Regions from separate parts of the Sus scrofa genome. Here region 2 is linked to region 1. Evidence: chromatin contacts called from public Hi-C data. All regions are on one chromosome and are shown on one strand. The core of a region is the stretch at or near the end of the contact, and the rest is flanking DNA. Distances in the headings are between cores, read along the strand shown. Region 1 overlaps GLRA3 (glycine receptor subunit alpha-3). Region 2 holds the start of HPGD (hydroxyprostaglandin dehydrogenase 15-(NAD)).

Evidence for each region. A called contact is a pair of places that touch in the nucleus more often than the background predicts.
Region 2: a Hi-C map of liver shows a contact between it and region 1, with 16 times the contacts expected there. The contact joins the promoter of HPGD here to the enhancer-like site in region 1. A contact is called at or near these places in 2 of 5 promoter capture datasets (fetal liver and liver), 9 of 47 Hi-C or Micro-C datasets (heart right ventricle, liver, mesenteric adipose tissue and 4 more) and 1 of 2 datasets of contacts at active chromatin or transcription factors (skeletal muscle).

What each region holds. Positions count from the first base shown.
Region 1 is chr14:15,527,977-15,531,483 of Sscrofa11.1, reverse strand. It overlaps GLRA3 (glycine receptor subunit alpha-3), which reads right to left. Exons shown (of 12, transcript XM_021074190.1): 7 at 2,657-2,739. Among named protein-coding and RNA genes, the nearest start is that of HPGD, 190 kb to the left of the region's middle. Within about 2 kb of position 1,958, at least 2 of the 83 cell types and tissues checked have an H3K27ac peak or open chromatin away from gene starts, as enhancers often do. A contact at or near this core is called in liver, where this site is marked.
Region 2 is chr14:15,717,120-15,720,698 of Sscrofa11.1, reverse strand. HPGD (hydroxyprostaglandin dehydrogenase 15-(NAD)) reads right to left here and starts at 1,970. Exons shown (of 7, transcript NM_001190248.1): 1 at 1,878-1,970; 2 at 1,461-1,584. The coding sequence starts at 1,970.

The sequences.
Region 1 (3,507 bases), core at 709-3,208:
AAGCTCTTTAAATCTGACTCATCAGTACCCAGAGCTTTTGCATACACTTTGAATTGAAGTGAATGAAGAATGGTGGAATGCACCCCCAAATATGCCACTTTAGCAGAAGGATTATTTTAAGCTAAAGGAACCTAAAAAACAGCAGATACAAGAAGAGCATTCTAATCTTCCCTTTTCTTCCTGAAAAACAGGAGATTAAAAACTCCCATGTGGGGAGTTCCCTTCGTGGCTCAGTGGTTAATGAACCCGACTAAGAACCATAAGGATGTGGGTTCAATCCCTGGCCTCGCTCAGTGGGTTAAGGATCTAGTGTTGTTGTGAACTGTGGTGTAGACGCAGATGCAGCTCAGATCCCACATTGCTGTGGCAGAGGTATAGGCTGGCAGCTGCGGTTCCGATTTGTCCCCTAGCCAGGGAACTTCCATATGCTGCAAGTACAGCCCTAAAAAGCAAAACAAACAAACAAAAAACAACTCCCACGTGAAAGACATACCCCCCATAGCAGGAAAAAAGAAATGTTCTCCAACAGGGGATCAAAACTGAGAGAATTCTGTACAAACCGACTTTGTTAAAATAATCCAGCTCTTCCTTTAGCTTCCCCACACAGTCTGGCTACTCTTCCACAAGTGCTTCTCTGTTGAGCTTGGTATAAAAGCATTTGGGTTTTGCCATTTCCTTGTCTATTCATTTCCTTATGGTGGATTCCCACCTCATGCAAAACTTATAAATTTGTATCCTTTTCTCCTATTAACCTGTTTTATCTCTTTAATTTTCAGGCCCAGCATAAGAAGGTAAAGATAACATGTTACATCCTCTATAGCATCGACCTGTATTGTTTTCACCTTCCACATGTTCCTTTTCGTCCCTGTTTGTATTCTTTCTTTCTTCTTCTGTTTTTTTGGGGTTTTTTTTGTTTTTGCTTTTTAGGGCCACACCTGCAGCATATGGAAGTTCCCAGGCTAGGGGTTGAATTGAAGCTGCAGCTGCTGGCCTACACCACAGCCATAGCAACACCAGCTGCGTCTGTGACCTACACCACAGCTCACTACAACGCAGGATCCTTAATCCACTGAGCAAGGCCAGGGACTGAATCCACATCCTCATGGATCCTAGTCGGGTTCATTAACCACTGAGCCATGATGGGAACCCCCCCCCCCCACTTGTATTCTTTTCCTCAGAATGTTATGAAATCTTCCTAAGTAAGGTTTGGTTCATCTGGCTGAATCTTTAAGAACATCATATTGACCAAATCATTTTCTTGCTCCTAAATCTTGAACAGCTCCTCACTACTGGATAACATCCAGCATCCTTGGTTCAGTAATGAGGGAACCAGTCTGTCTCAGACTAGTTTTCATACAATTTTTTTCTCAATACTCTCCCATGTGCTTAATTTTGTCTCCAAGATACAGAATCAAACTGCCCTCAAAATGCCTTCATGGTCCAGTTGGAAATCTACACTGCTGGGAATATTGTATTTTTCTTCCTCCATTTTTATTGCTAAATAGTTCCCCCAACTAAAACTACATTTTTATCTTCTTTCATTTAATTTAGTAATTTATCCATGGGTATGCTTAATATTTAAGAACTACTTAGAAAAGTAGTGTATTTAAATTTAACAAAAAAAGAGTTATTGTCAGAAAGAGGTATTTCCACTTCCTTACTTTAAGAGAAACCAAACAAGGAGGAATGAATCCTGCCCCCACCCCGCCCCGCCACCCTGTCCCCACCCCCCATGAGTTAGGCATGCCATCTAGTGGCGGATCCACCGCACTACAGACCTGGCCTCAGGCCAGCTAGTCTAAAGATCCACTTTCAAATTTTTCTCAAAGAATATGTCAAACAGATATTTTTTTTCCCTTATATAGCACAGTACCACAAGAAAAATACTGCATAATGCTTACTCTTTGTAAAATGGCACTAAACAATGAAAACCCATTAAGTTGGGCTGATTATACAGAGATAAGTTCAGAGAAAGAGAAGACCTGAAGTTTTCATGTGTTAGCATTAATCAGTGACGCACACAGGTCCACTTTGGAAGAAGAAATTTAAAGAAACGCCTATAAGCTTGGATAAATCTCTGATAAAGGGTGAGAAAAGTCTTTCCTCCTTGGGATAACATATGAAACACAGCCAGCAGTGTCATCACTGAATAAATATTACACGAGGGTTTGGCAAAATGGTTCAGAGTAAGCATAGCCTTTGAAGCCAGATGGATTATTATGATCACTTCTCTAAACTGGGGCACAATCACTAGAAATTACCATTTTCACATGTTAAAATGTGGGGACAACATATTCGTTGTGAGTATGAGAAATAATATCTTTAAAAGGTTTGGACTACAGCAAGGCATCCAGTAAAAAAATAGTAGTCTTTGATGGTTATCATCCTTTTTACCTCTGATGATTTGTAGAGAGAAAATAGCTATTTGTTTCAAGCTTAAAAACTATTATTTCTATTCCTGAATTTATTTCTTTATCACAGTATGGAGTACATGTGCTCATAGACACCATTCCTTTCCATACCAGATGGAAGATAACTCCTATTTAGTAAATATTGGGCAAAAACAATTACAAAACAAATTATCTATGTAACTCATTAAATATATTATCTACTATTTTTTTTAAAGTATTCAGAAATATAAGTTGTTTCTACTTACAACTTTCCAGCTGCATGATACAGGTCTGTACATCCATTGGAAAATTCTTGAGATCCATTGGACAGGAGAGAGTCAGGGTCAATCTGAAAGAAGTAAAGTAATTATTTTAAAAATAAATATATAATATCATATTAATGTTCTATTTTTCAAGGTACAACTAGAAAACAATGTTGCTTGGTCATGACTAACATCTATTCAAATAAAATTTGCTCTACTTGGGTATGTTATTTAATGTGAAATAGCTGTATCCTTTGACATAAATCCAGTGGGGTTTTTTTTGGGGGGGGGAAGAAAAGCTGTACATATAAATATCCGATCACATGTATTTATTTATCTAATTAAGATTTCCTTTAGAGAGGGCTGCAGATGTCTAAGAGAGATCTATATTTTCAGAAAAGACCCTGAAAGAGATATTTGAGGGTGAGTTTTTATAAACTTAATACCAGAGGCCAAAAGACACACTTGCCCAGAATCGCACTGACAGCATCCTTGAAGAGACAAGCAGAGCCAAGGTCTGGAGTTTGAACAAGAGAAGGCTGGGTACTGGCAAGAAGACCTGGGTGACAACTTTCATCATCTTTGTAACTACACTGTAAAACTTGTTAGTGAACATCCAGAGGGGAAAAACTCTGACACTAAGTGAAGTCAGTCAGAGAAAGACAAATACCATATGAGATCATTAATATGTGAAATCTAATGAAAAATGAAACAAAAGAACTTATTCACGGAACAGCAACAGACTCAAAGATTTTGAGACCAAACTTATTGTGGGGAAGGATGGATTGGGACTTTGGGATTAGCATGTACACACTACTATATATGAAATCCATCGGTAACATGGACCTACTATA
Region 2 (3,579 bases), core at 721-3,220, 190 kb before region 1:
CACTAAATCCCGAAACTGGAAGTGCCAACACCATGTGTTCCTAAAATGCAAATAAACATTGATGTCCAGACAATATGTGGATTTCTCATGACCAACAAGCCTTCTCCCAGTCACTCATTATGTGTCTGGTTTCCTCCTCCACAATCACTTATCCTTAAGGAATGTGTTTACAGCCAAGGTACTAATTTTAAATACTGGGAGGCAAAACAATTAAGGTTAAATGTCACATGCGAAACTACATAAATTCAGACAGAAATAGCTTTCGGATACTCTATACTGTTTCCTATTCCATCAGCACTGGCTGATGGGACTTGACATGACTTTATCCCTAATCCAAAATATGCATGATCAGCAAAACTTTATCCTCTGGCAAAACGCATTCCCCTAAACGCACTGTGTTTATGGATCTCTTCTACTTAGGCTTGTAATCCACGTTATAGGTCTTTATAAAATTTTCAGATTTTAATTGCATAAGTTCCTTTAAAACAATTTCCCTTAACGGTAACTTGTTCCCTTCTGACATATCGATCTATTTTCACTCTTACAGAACAGCCCAACATTTTCAAAGAAATGCAAACATCTGTGTGTTAAGAACAGAAGTACTGGAGTGACTTCTATGAAAGTGTTTTGGTCCTGTCGTTAAAGATGTGCCTAACCTTTTACTTAGTTTTTCCAAGAACCTTTGTGAAATACCAAGATTTTACTTGCCTATTTTTCCACAGAAAAGTATTATTCTTCACACAAATCTGCTTCTGTATGACCAAATTTGTTTATCGACTATGCCGATTGATACTGTCCCTGATATTTCACAACTAGGTGGGTCTCTTTTAAGACAGTAGATGGAAACCAGAAAGCATTGAGGAAAGTCTAGGAGAAACTCTTCTTTTGCATTTCTAACACTGCAGCACAACTATTATTATTTTTAAAGTATCATTTCATAGAGGAAAAACCAGAGAACATCTGGTTAAAAGCACTCAGCACGTCTGTGATGACAACCCTTGACCTCGCATTCTAGTATGTTCCAAAGAGAAACACTGCCACATTTGATTGTCATTGGGCTCTGTGTCTTCCAGCTTTCTGGGAGAAGCTGTTTGCCATACTCACCCAGCCGACTTTATCTCTCCTAGTTCCATCTGCAAGTTCAATCATTTAATAATTAATGTAGCAGCACTGTCTTGGAATACACCAAGGAATTTTGATTACATTATGTGCTGCCAAATGACTAAAATAAAAGGATTTCTCAAGCATTCTTGGTTTCCCTCCCCCCCTTAGTTTTTTATGGCTGTTGGGCTGTCAGAGGAAACCTAACAGTCCTTGCTATCTCCTGCAGCTCAGAGGTAGCTGCCCTCCAGGAGGAAGCCTGCCACCCGCCCCAGGGTGGTTCTCTGGCCAGGGATGCCTTCAGGTTGCTGCTTGCTCAAGGCGCGCTTGGCGCAGATGGATTGATTCCCTCCTCTTACCTCTAAGTTGTGCCTGGTCCGCCACATCGCACTGGATGAAAAGAGTCTTCTGAGGTTCAAACTGCTCATCCAGGGCAGCTTTACACTTTACACCTGCTTCAAAATTCCAGTCGACAAGCGCTACCTACAGACAAGGGGAGAGGAATCGGAGTCCCGCGCGGCTCGTGAAAAAGACGGACAGATCGACAGGAAATCGACCACAGGAGGTTCCTCTTTTGGACCTGAGATCGATCGGGCAGTTCAAGTTCGGGTTCTCTCTTAGCGCGTTCGAGGTCCGCTCGAGCGCGCCAGCCGGGGCAGCTGTGCAGGCGGCACGGCAGGCGCTGGGGGCGCAGCCTCGGTCCCCGCTCCTGGCGGCCCGTCTGGCGGGCGGGTCTCGGGTGGGCAGGAGAGGTTCTCGCGCCGCGCGCTGCTTACCTTGGCGCCCTTGAGCAGCAGCGCCTCCGCAGAGGCTCGGCCGATGCCCTGCGCCGCGCCGGTCACCAGCGCCACTTTGCCGTTCACGTGCATGTTGCTGCGTGCGCGCGGTGGGCAAACTCGGCGTCTCCGCGCTGCAGCGGCTTTTAAGGACCCTGCGCGCGCGCGTGCGGCCGGAGGCGCTCCCCTGCCAGTGGGCGGGGATGAAGCTGTCAAGCCAGCGCCGGGCACTCACGATTGTGTCACCTGGTCCTGAGCGCTCCGTGACGCCTGGTTCGGCGATCTTTGCCTTCCTGACTTGTAGCCAAGCCCAGGTCGGAGCCTCCCCTCCTCCTGTGGCTGCCTAGCTGGGGATGGGGGAAACAAAGCAGAAAGGTTATTTATTCCCCAAGGAGCATTCCCTTCAGTTCACTGAAGACCCCCTACCTGTAAAAGGAGGATAGAGGAGAGGTTTGGGAGCTTGGACTCCTCCCTTGCGCCCAGGTCCTCCCCCTAACCCCAGCATCCCTCAAAAACAAAAACAAACAAACAGGAAAGCACAATTTTAGGGATGTTGCTCTTTTGTCTCGGTACAATTTTTTGTCTGAATGCCCATCTCCTGGCCCATGGGGCGGGGTTGGAGGGAGCAGAGGTAACTGACATCTTTGTTTTGTTTTGTTCCCCCTCTTAACTGTGCTTTGGACAATACTGTGTAGATATTGGAGATGAAAAGCACACTGTGCTCTGAACAGAAAGCTCCGGAATTTGAGGAGTCTTGTTGGCACTGATGTTTCAGATCAGTGTCAACTATGGGTCATCCTGAGAGAACCCAGCAAGAACTGTCATCACTGCCAGCAGAGGACTTCCAGAGTTGCTGCCAGCCTGGTGAGCTGCTGGTTCAATGGAATGCTTGTTCGTTGAGTCATACTAGTTCTGGAGGCTCCGAGTTAAGTATGGGACAGAGGTTCCCGGTCATCCAGGAACTTGAGCTTGAGCTGTGCACTGAGATGCGTTTAGCTGGCCTAGTCTCTCTATCTCTCATGTTAACACCGGCTGGCTTCAATTTTAAGTCTGTAAATTTAATGTCTGCTTGGCATTTATTTTCATGATCAAAAAAGTCTAAGCACTTGCAGAGATGGGGGTCAGGCAAAAAGCTTAAAGAGCAGAATGAATCCTTTGTGTACTGCTTTGCCGCTCACAGTGGGCAGCAGATGAGGGAACTGGCTTGGCAGTGCAGGCATTTTCCATGTTCCAGGAGGATGTGTGAAATACATGTCAGTAAACCACTGAAGCAAAAGACTTCATATTGAAAGGAAACAGCAAAGATTGAGAAAAAAAAAAAAAAGGAAGCAAACAAAAACCTGACCTCTAGGGGCATGCATGGAACATAGAAGAAGAAAGAGAACCGTTTTTCTTTATCAGGAAAGAACTAACATAAGAGCCAGAGAAGTAGCTGCTAGAAGGACAGAGGGACCTGTTGGGAAAGCAAAGTGTTGCAGTGCACATGAGGACAAAAGTTTCAAGAATAAAGGAGTAGTTAGTAATACAAAGGACCCTGATGAGCACAGGGAAAGAAGGATCAGGAAATACTTTGACTAATTCAGAACAGTAATCCCTGTCAGTAAATTTGGATGGTGCAGAAACCAAATGACTGAAATTGAACCAGCTATAATGGAAAAAATAAAAATTATTATTAAAAAAATTGAAGGAAAAATATACAGTG